2 separate regions of the Mus musculus genome follow, and region 2 is linked to region 1. The links are chromatin contacts, called in public promoter capture Hi-C maps. All regions are on one chromosome and are shown on one strand. Each heading gives the region's core, a stretch centred on a gene start, on an enhancer-like site or on the middle of the called end of the contact. The rest is flanking DNA. Distances are from core to core; before and after follow the strand shown. Region 1 holds the start of Ap3d1 (adaptor-related protein complex 3, delta 1 subunit). Region 2 holds the start of Ncln (nicalin).

The links. Promoter capture Hi-C pulls out the DNA fragments that hold promoters and counts their contacts.
Region 2: a promoter capture Hi-C map of neural stem cells shows a contact between it and region 1. The contact joins the promoter of Ncln here to the promoter of Ap3d1 in region 1. A contact is called at or near these places in 2 of 39 promoter capture datasets (liver and neural stem cells).

Annotation. Positions count from the first base shown.
Region 1 is chr10:80,740,477-80,744,723 of GRCm38.p6, reverse strand. It overlaps Ap3d1 (adaptor-related protein complex 3, delta 1 subunit), which reads left to right and starts at 2,449. Exons shown (of 31, transcript NM_007460.2): 1 at 2,449-2,828. The coding sequence starts at 2,733.
Region 2 is chr10:81,493,819-81,498,065 of GRCm38.p6, reverse strand. It overlaps Ncln (nicalin), which reads left to right and starts at 1,703. Exons shown (of 14, transcript NM_134009.3): 1 at 1,703-1,986. The coding sequence starts at 1,803. S1pr4 (sphingosine-1-phosphate receptor 4) reads left to right here. Exons shown (of 1, transcript NM_010102.2): 1 at 1-321.

The DNA.
Region 1 (4,247 bases), core at 1,200-3,699:
CTCTCAGCTGTCCCTGTCCCTGTGCTGTGCTCTGCTTTCATGGACTCGAGCCTTCTGAAAAAACGGTTTCTTCTATAAGGTGCTTTAGTCATGGTGTTTGTCACAGAATTAAAAGCGTAATGAAGGTGATGTCCCCCGCCCCATGCATGCTTGCACCTGATGCCTGTAATGGTTTGAATGTGCTTGGCCCATGGGAAGTGGCACTGTTGGGAGGTGTGGCCCTGCTGGACTAGGCGTGACCTGGTAGGAAGTGTGTCACTCTGGGGGCGGGCTTTGAGGTCCTCTGCTCAAGCTCCACCCAGTGCAAAGAGAGCCTTTTCCTGGCTGCTTTGGGATCAAGATGTATGTAGTAAGTACTCTCAGCTCCTTCTCCAACACTGTCTGCCTGGATGCTGCCATGCTTCCCACCATGATGATAATGATCTAAACTGTAAACCAGCCCCTGTTAAATGTTGTCCTTATAAGAGTTGCCTTGGCCATGGTGTCTGTTCATAGAAATAAAAGACTAACTAAGATACTGCCTGAGGCAGCTGGCTAGGAATTCCCTGGAACTGGGTAGCATTACAGATGTTTTTGAGTGACCATGTGGGTGCTTGCAAATGAACCCAGGTTCTCTAGAAGAGCTTTAAAACTTAGTGTTCCTGCTGAATGTCCAGAAAGGGAAGTTCAGCCGGGTGTGGTGGCACATGCCTTTAATCCCAGCACTTGGGAGGCAGAGGCAGGCAGATTTCTGAGTTCGAGGCCAGCCTGGTCTACCAAGTGAGTTCCAGGACAGCCAGGGCTACACAGAGAAACCCTGACTCAAAAAACCAAAACCAACCAAACAAACAAAAGAAACAGGTAATCTATCTTCCATATTATTTTTGAAGTGCTGTTCAGCTAAACTGGCTAATTACCTATTCTCTACTCTTATACTCATAGTATAATTATTTAAACATGGGACCACATTCTTGGATCACATGATCCAGGGACTCGGACCTAACCTAAAATGAATGTCTTCTTTGATCATTAATTAGTCCCAAGCCAGGGGACTGGTGAGATGGCTCAGTGGGTAAGAGCACCCGACTGGTCTTCAGAAGGTCCGGAGTTCAAATCCCAGCAACCACATGGTGGCTCACAACCACCCATAATGAGATCTTATGCCCTCTTCTGGTACGTCTGAAGACAGCTACAGTGTACTTACATGTAATAAATAAGTAAATAAATAAATAAATAAAAGTGTTTGTGCACCAAAAAAAAAAAAATTAGTCCCAAGCCTATTTTGTCTTTCAAGTACAATTACATGCTTGTAACACACGAAAGCTCACTGTGTTCCTTATTTAACGTTTGCAGCCAAAGGAGGGGACACATTCTATGCTTAATGCTAACTTTACTATATCTTTCTGGCAAAACAATCTAAACCATCTCCTTAAACTTTCTTTTTTTTTTTTTAAGATGTATTTATTTATTATATGGAAATATATTGTAGCTGTCTTCAGACACTCCAGAAGAGGGAGTCAGATCTCCTTTACGGATGGTTGTGAGCCACCATGTGATTGCTGGGATTTGAACTCTGGACCTTCGGAAGAGCAGTCGGGTGCTCTTACCCACTGAGCCATCTCACCAGCCCCTCCTTAAACTTTCTATCACCTACCCTAACATCTTAAAACTATTTTAATCAAATAAGAAATTCTATAAAATCATTAATTCATCTATTTTATGAAAGTTCATCTTTATATTAATCTGCAGGAGACTTGCCCAATCGAGTGGGCTGTCTCCCAATAAGCAACCACAGCAGACTCTAGGCAGTGAGGGTCTCCTGGTGCCCATTCACATCGTACTAGATATGGGAGGCATATAACAATGAAAAACATGAGGAGGCACTGCAGCACCAAGAAGTAATCCAGAGACGAACGCCTCCGGGGGGCAGTGCCTCTCTAGGAACATGCATCACAGCTGTGCAAAACGGTGGACCATCTCCAGCAAAGTCACTTGCCCACCACAGTTTCTCCTGTATGGTGTCCACCATCCAAGCCTTGTGCTGGTTTTACAGACAGGGTTTCACAGGCCGGCCGGTTGGATTGCTGGTGTGATTGACTCCTGACACTGATTCCCAAGTCACCACTTAAATTCAGAAAAGGCTGGGCTGGATATATTTGGCCAGGACCTTGCAGAAAAAGCTCCACGTGGAGCTCCGCCCTCCTCTAGCCACGCCCACACCAGATAAGACCACGCCCACTGCTGTCATTTAGCGAGTGGGGAGACCTGCTCTCGATTTTCCCTTAGGGGCGTGGTTAGGACGTCTGTGGAGTTCTTGTTCACCAATGAGGCTGCAAGGCATTGCAGAGGAAGGGGTGGGCTGCTAGGCGTCAAAGGGTGGTGTCTGCTTTCCTATTGGGTGGCGTGTGGTTGTCAAGGAAACTGCAATGTGGGGCTGGGCTTTTCGGTGAGGCGGGGCTTCCGGGAGGCTGAGGCTCTCCGTCAGCTGACCCACCGCCATCTTGGCCGCCATTTGCAGCGGCCCTAAGCTGGGAAGGGTCTGTGGAAGCTGGGGGGGGCGGGCTTACTGGCTACCCCTTCTCCTCAGACTGCTCTCCGGCTACAGCCGTCGCTCTGGCCTCCACGGCGTCCCCTCCGCGGCGGCCGGAAACACAGCGGGGCGGTTGCCTGAGGTGCGGTCGCCGGGTCCCCGCACCTTCTAGGGCCGCGGCAGCGGCGTTTCCCTCGGAGGCCGCAGCCCACGGGCCGCCGCGATGGCCCTCAAGATGGTCAAGGGCAGTATCGACCGCATGTTCGATAAGAACCTGCAGGATCTGGTCCGCGGCATCCGCAACCACAAGGAGGACGAGGTGAGCCGGCGCGGAGCGGGGCTGCCGGGCTTTCCCCCCATTGCCTCTGGCCCGCCGTGGAGCCGTCTTCCTCGACCCCATCGCCTTTCCCGTCCTGCCTGTTCCAGAGCTGCGGCTCTGCACAGCCTCTCCTTCCCCTGGCCTCAGTTTACCCCCAGCAGCTTGAAACAGGCGCTGTCCAAAATGGCTCAGGTGTCTCGTCTGTTGTAACTAGGGGCCACTCCCTGAACCTCCAAATTGTCCACTTGGAGCAGTCCTTGCCCTAAAGGCCTCAGCGTTTTAGGTCTTGAAGTTGGATGCCACTGCTAGAGCCTGAGTTTACCTTCTTGAAGAAGACTTACTTAGGCAAAGGTTCCCCCACTTGAGCTAGTTTCTGGATCCCATATGGAGGAATCGGGGACCCTCACAGAAAAATCCTGTCATAGGTCTACGTGTCTCCCATGGAGAAATCCCCTTGTCAGGAAAGCACAGGCCCGGGTGGCTGTCTTGGGCTTCCTTGGGAACCCTGCCAGGTTTTCCTGCCCCAGATCCCCTGAACTATTAGTGTGTGCAGGACCTAGGGGCATCTTGGAATGGGGAAGCCTGACTTCAAAACTGGAAGCTCAAAGAAGGCAGAAGTCAGGGTGTGGAAGCGATTTTTCCAGAAGTTACACTGAGACTACAAGCGCTGCTTCCTTTCCTCCCCACAGCCTGTGACCTAGATTAAGGAAGAAGTGATAGAGTGACTACTTAGTGCCTGGCTCAGTGGAAAGACGCAGGCCTCCTCCTGGGCTGGAAGGCCATGCTGAAAGAGGGTGCCTGTCCCTAGCTGGGACAGTCATTTCTCTGTAGCCCTCTTCCCTTCTACCCTACCTGGTGTGGTTTGTACCCTCCCTGCTCTCCCTGGCTGTTACTTCAGTTGAAATAGCTGGTTGGCCTGCGTTTTGCTGGGTGTGGACTGCCCTATGTGATATTTCCTTTGTACTGTGGCCCTCTTTGCTCTCAAGAGGGCTTCCACATTCCCTTCTTGCCTTCCCGTACAGAGAATGTTCCCTGGGCAGCTGTTCTAGGACCCTGGGGACAGGTCACATTCTAGTTTGAGTACCTGAAACAGACTCTAGCTAGGGACATAACCTGGGCTGGCTCATGGTACTCCTGCCTCAGTCTTCTTAGTGTTGGGATTACTGATTTTAAGGTATGTGTGCCCAGGGCCTCAGGCCTCTGTTATGTTTTGCTCTTCACGTCCCCTACCTTCCCATCCCGCAAATCTCAAATCTTCATTGGGAATTGGTGTACATAGACTGTGAGTGTCCCACAGGTGTCTGTGGGGTAATGGTGGAGGTGCTTTTTAAAAATTGGTGTGTATTACATTTGATACTGAGTTTCATTGTACTGTCTTGCATGTAGTCTGCAGAAAGCTCTTTCAGTAGTGCAGAGCTA
Region 2 (4,247 bases), core at 454-2,953, 750 kb before region 1:
AGAATGAAAGGGGGCCTGGAGGGCACACCAGTCTGTCATCCACCCCTCTTCTCAATGACTTCTACATTGGGACAAGCAGCCTGCCCCCGATGGCCTCCCTCCTCCAGTTCAGGTTCTCTGTCTCTGTGTGGGGAGGATAGAGCCACCCACTCCAGGTCTGGGGCAATCTCAACTGGTCCTGTAACCCCGCAGCCTCGCCCTTCCTGTTCTGAATCACGGAGATATGCTGTGGCAGGGAGCTGTGGACCCTACCATGTGATAGTGCAGCTGCAAGCCATGCATGGCTGCATAAAATTCATTAAAATGAACGAAACCTCCACATTCCGTTTCTCAGTGTATTGTAACCGAGGCGCGCTGGCAGTGACTCTAGGATGGTAGGGATTGTCACAGTTATAGATGGCAGAAGTTCACGCTGTTGGACACACATCATCTGTTTTCTTTTCTACACTTTCAGTTCTGATTGTCTGTGGCCTCGGTATACAGTTGGCAGTTATCACTCACCCGGGGGAAAGGACCACAAGTTTGAGTCTTAGAATCTGTTTTCTTACCTAAGGCAAATGGTCTTCAGAGAAGGCACCATCCCCAAGTTCTCCACAGGCTTCGAAAGCCAGCACTCACCAGTCGCGAATCTTACTCAAAGTCAGTTCATGCCAGTTTGCATATCAAATTCCCACCTGTGGCTGCCAGTGGGTGGGTGGCAGTGTCTGGTCTTTTATTTCTTATTTATTGTATTTCTAGAGGTGTGAGTGACATATAATTTTAATTCACATCTTAACTTACCCCAAGACACAGGGACTAGTCAAATCCATTGAAGTTGCAATAGGGCAAACCAAAAATGTTAGGTTAAATATGTCCCAAGTATGAACAGGGATACTAAAGACCTCCCATCGTCACACTAGTCTCATTTTAGCTATCTTGATCTCCCCACTGCCATTAAAGTCCGCGCCAATTCTTGCCTTCCTACCTTACCACCTGCCCCGAATATTATTTTTTTAACCAGCTTTTCACTCATTCACTTAAATCCTGTAGAACACCTGTAGTCAGAGTGTCTTGTGATCAGAGAGCTAGCACCTTCAAGACAAAGGCCTCACCTCTCTCTCTTTCTCTTTTATTTTATTTTATTTTATTTTCTCGCATTCTAATCCCCTCTCCTTTCAAAGACTAAAAGAACGACTCTAGTTCCCATATTCCTTTGTGCTTGCCCGATAGGACTACAATTCCCAGAGAAACAAGGCACCAGGCGGGCACTTTCTCTTTCCTTTCCTACATCTTTCCGGGTCGAACGGTCACGTCCTGCACTTTAGGTTTTGGATTGTCCTTTCATTAACGACTCCAAACATGGGGCTTAAACAAGATTTACTGGGAATGGTTTTTAATAGCTTTGTAAGTCATCTGTGTTTTGCGGCTTGGATGAGTTCAGTAGCAGTAGATTGTCCACCATAGCTTCTAGGAGCGGCACAGTGGGACTACAACTTCCAGGGGGCTCCGCGCATAAGGACTGTCACAGCTTCCGAGAGGCCCTAGTGCGAGTCTAAGTGTGCCTACAACTCCCAGGGTTCCACAGCGCGCGGAGCCGTTTAAAACGAGGCTCGCTCACAAGAAAGACTACATTTCCCAGAAGGCGGCGCGGCAGACAGGGCCGTCCGCAGTGCTGCCCGAAGGACCCTAGGGCAGGCGCGGGCTGTTCGTGGCTCTCCCCGAAGGACCTCAGCAGCCGCCCATGCCGAGCTGAGTCCGCCGAGCCTCGGCCGCTTCCCGTCGCCCTCCGTCGCTGCCGCCTTTGCGGCCTGCCGCCCGCCGGGATGTTGGAGGAAGCGGGCGAGGTGCTCGAGAACGTGCTGAAGGCGTCGTGCCTGCCACTCGGCTTTATCGTCTTCTTGCCCGCCGTGTTGCTGCTCGTGGCGCCGCCGCTGCCCGCCGCCGACGCCGCGCACGAGTTCACCGTGTACCGCATGCAGCAGTACGACCTGCAGGGCCAGCCATACGGTGCGCGACCCCTGACCTCTTCTCTTGACGCCGCCGTCCCCCTTACTGCCACACTAGTCCCCCAGTCACTGCGATCCTCCCACTGTCAGGCAGAGGAACTCCGACTGCTATCCCGGTCTCCCCATTGACTTACTGTTCCTGGCAGCTCTGTTCCCTCAGTTCCCCTGCTGTTTCACTGACTCCTGTCACCCCATCCCATCATCGCCACCCTGATTCCTATCTCTCCTCGATCCCATGTCACCCTGATCCCTCTCTGTCAGCGGTTGCCTCAGACCACTCTCAGGCCGGCGTCAGCCCCCGGGCCTGGTGTCCTGGGGTTTCCTGGGGCCTTGGTTCCCACAGTACCATACTTTCACCCCTTTGCTCTGCTCCCCACTCCTCGCCAGGGTTCCCCAGGATCTCTGTCCCCATGCCTAGGTTTGGGGCCTCTCAGAGCTTCCCGCACCCTGCTCTTTGGTTTGCCTCTCAGCCTTGATACTGTCTTTGCCTGAATGCCAAGGCCGGGCCCCCATTTTTGAGCGGGTGTGGCAGCCTGGTGTGTGCACCCAAGCCTATGTGGCCCCTATACCCAGAATTGCATTAATTTCTCTTTAAAACTGTGTTGCCATGGCAGGGGTCATGTTGCTGCCCCAGCTCGGGGAGCTCTAAGGGGTCGAGGCCAGGTGGCTGCCCAGCACCTTGCAGGACCCAGAACAGTGGCCCCAGAACAGTGCCCTGGCATGTAGAGCACCCTGGGGTGGGGGACCTTACCCTAGGCCAAGGAGTAGGTGGCCAGGTGTCCCAATGTCGTAAGCATTTGCTTGCAGATCCTTGTGGCCTGGTATCTTCGGAAGGGCCACCTGCTAAACTGCCACTGTGGGGTGTCACTGATGGCGGGGGAACCGTGGACACCACTAAGCTGTGAAGCATAGCTTCTGAGCTCCCACAGTTGTTCCAGAGCATTCCGCGATCTGGAGGGCAGTTCCTAGACCATGCATTTCCATGTCTGGGTCTCACATGCACAGAATCTTGGGTGGGCCGGTCTGTGAATAAGCTCATGTATTGTGGACCAGATGCCTAACGTGACTTTCTCACCCATCCTTGGCTGGTTAAGAACTAATGGGCTCTTGCATCTTGTCTACACCCTGGAGGACTCGTGATGGGGCAGCCAGCCAGAGCAGGTCTTTAGAAACCCTGGGCATAAGTTCTTTGAGTTCCTCAGCCCCTGGCCACTCCACAGCCTTTCCGCACCTCTCCTTACCCAACTTCCCCTGGGCCTTGTTGAGAAATAACCAACGCTGGTGGGAAACGAGACTTGTGGGTGTGACTGTGACACCGGCTACCATCCCTCCTGTTGTGGACTCTGGCCTTCTTAGGGCATGTCTTCTTATCATCATGGGCCTTGGAACAGAACTTCAGCATTTTAGCCTTCCTAGTGGCTCGGTGGCCCTCAGGCTCAGCTTTGCCTCACTAACCTGGAGCCAACTGGTGAGGCTTGGCCTCCCTGGTTGTGGATAAAGTTTTATTGTCATGAGGTCATTGACACCACTGAGTTGAGCAGCCGGCATCGGGGAGAAGCCTGCTGATTGTCCACTGCCTTTATGGTATCTCTGAACTGGTGCCACTTGGGGACTGGCTGCCCTCCTGTGGGTAGCACAATGGTTTGGGAGTCCTGGGGACTGGTGCTAGCCAATACTGCCCACTGGGGCTCTGTCACTCCTCACAGACAGCAAAGCTGGGTACAGAGTACCGTCCTGCCACGTGGCCTACAGGATTTCCAGAAAGCACTGTAGGGACCCAAAGGGAGAGCTGCTGTCCAAGCCACCCTGAGAAACCAGGGACAGGTTGAAGAGGGAGAGGTGTTGCCTCTCCCTGATGGGAGTCAGGTGTCTGCCAGGAGGTGCTTGGCCCTTGCTGGCTTCCAGGGAAGTTGTTCCCGGCAGGCCCTCCCTCACCTAGCTCCCTTAGATTCTGCAGTCCTGGAACATGGGGGCTGGGCCTCAGCTGGACCCGTGTGTCCACGTGATAGCCATGTCTGTGGGCTGCAGGTCCCTATCCAGCTCTGCCCTGGAGTGCATCTCACCCCCATGTGTCTGGGGAGACCCCAAGTGAACTGTTCTAGACCCAGCACCACGTACCTTTGACACTTGGGTCCTGGGGTAGGAGGGTTTCATGGTGGTTTGGGTGTCAGCATTCAGGTGACCACCCTGGAGACTCCACAGGACTCGAGTCCCCTCCACAGTGAGCAGTCACTCACTGCCCCCTCCTGGCCATGTGCATCT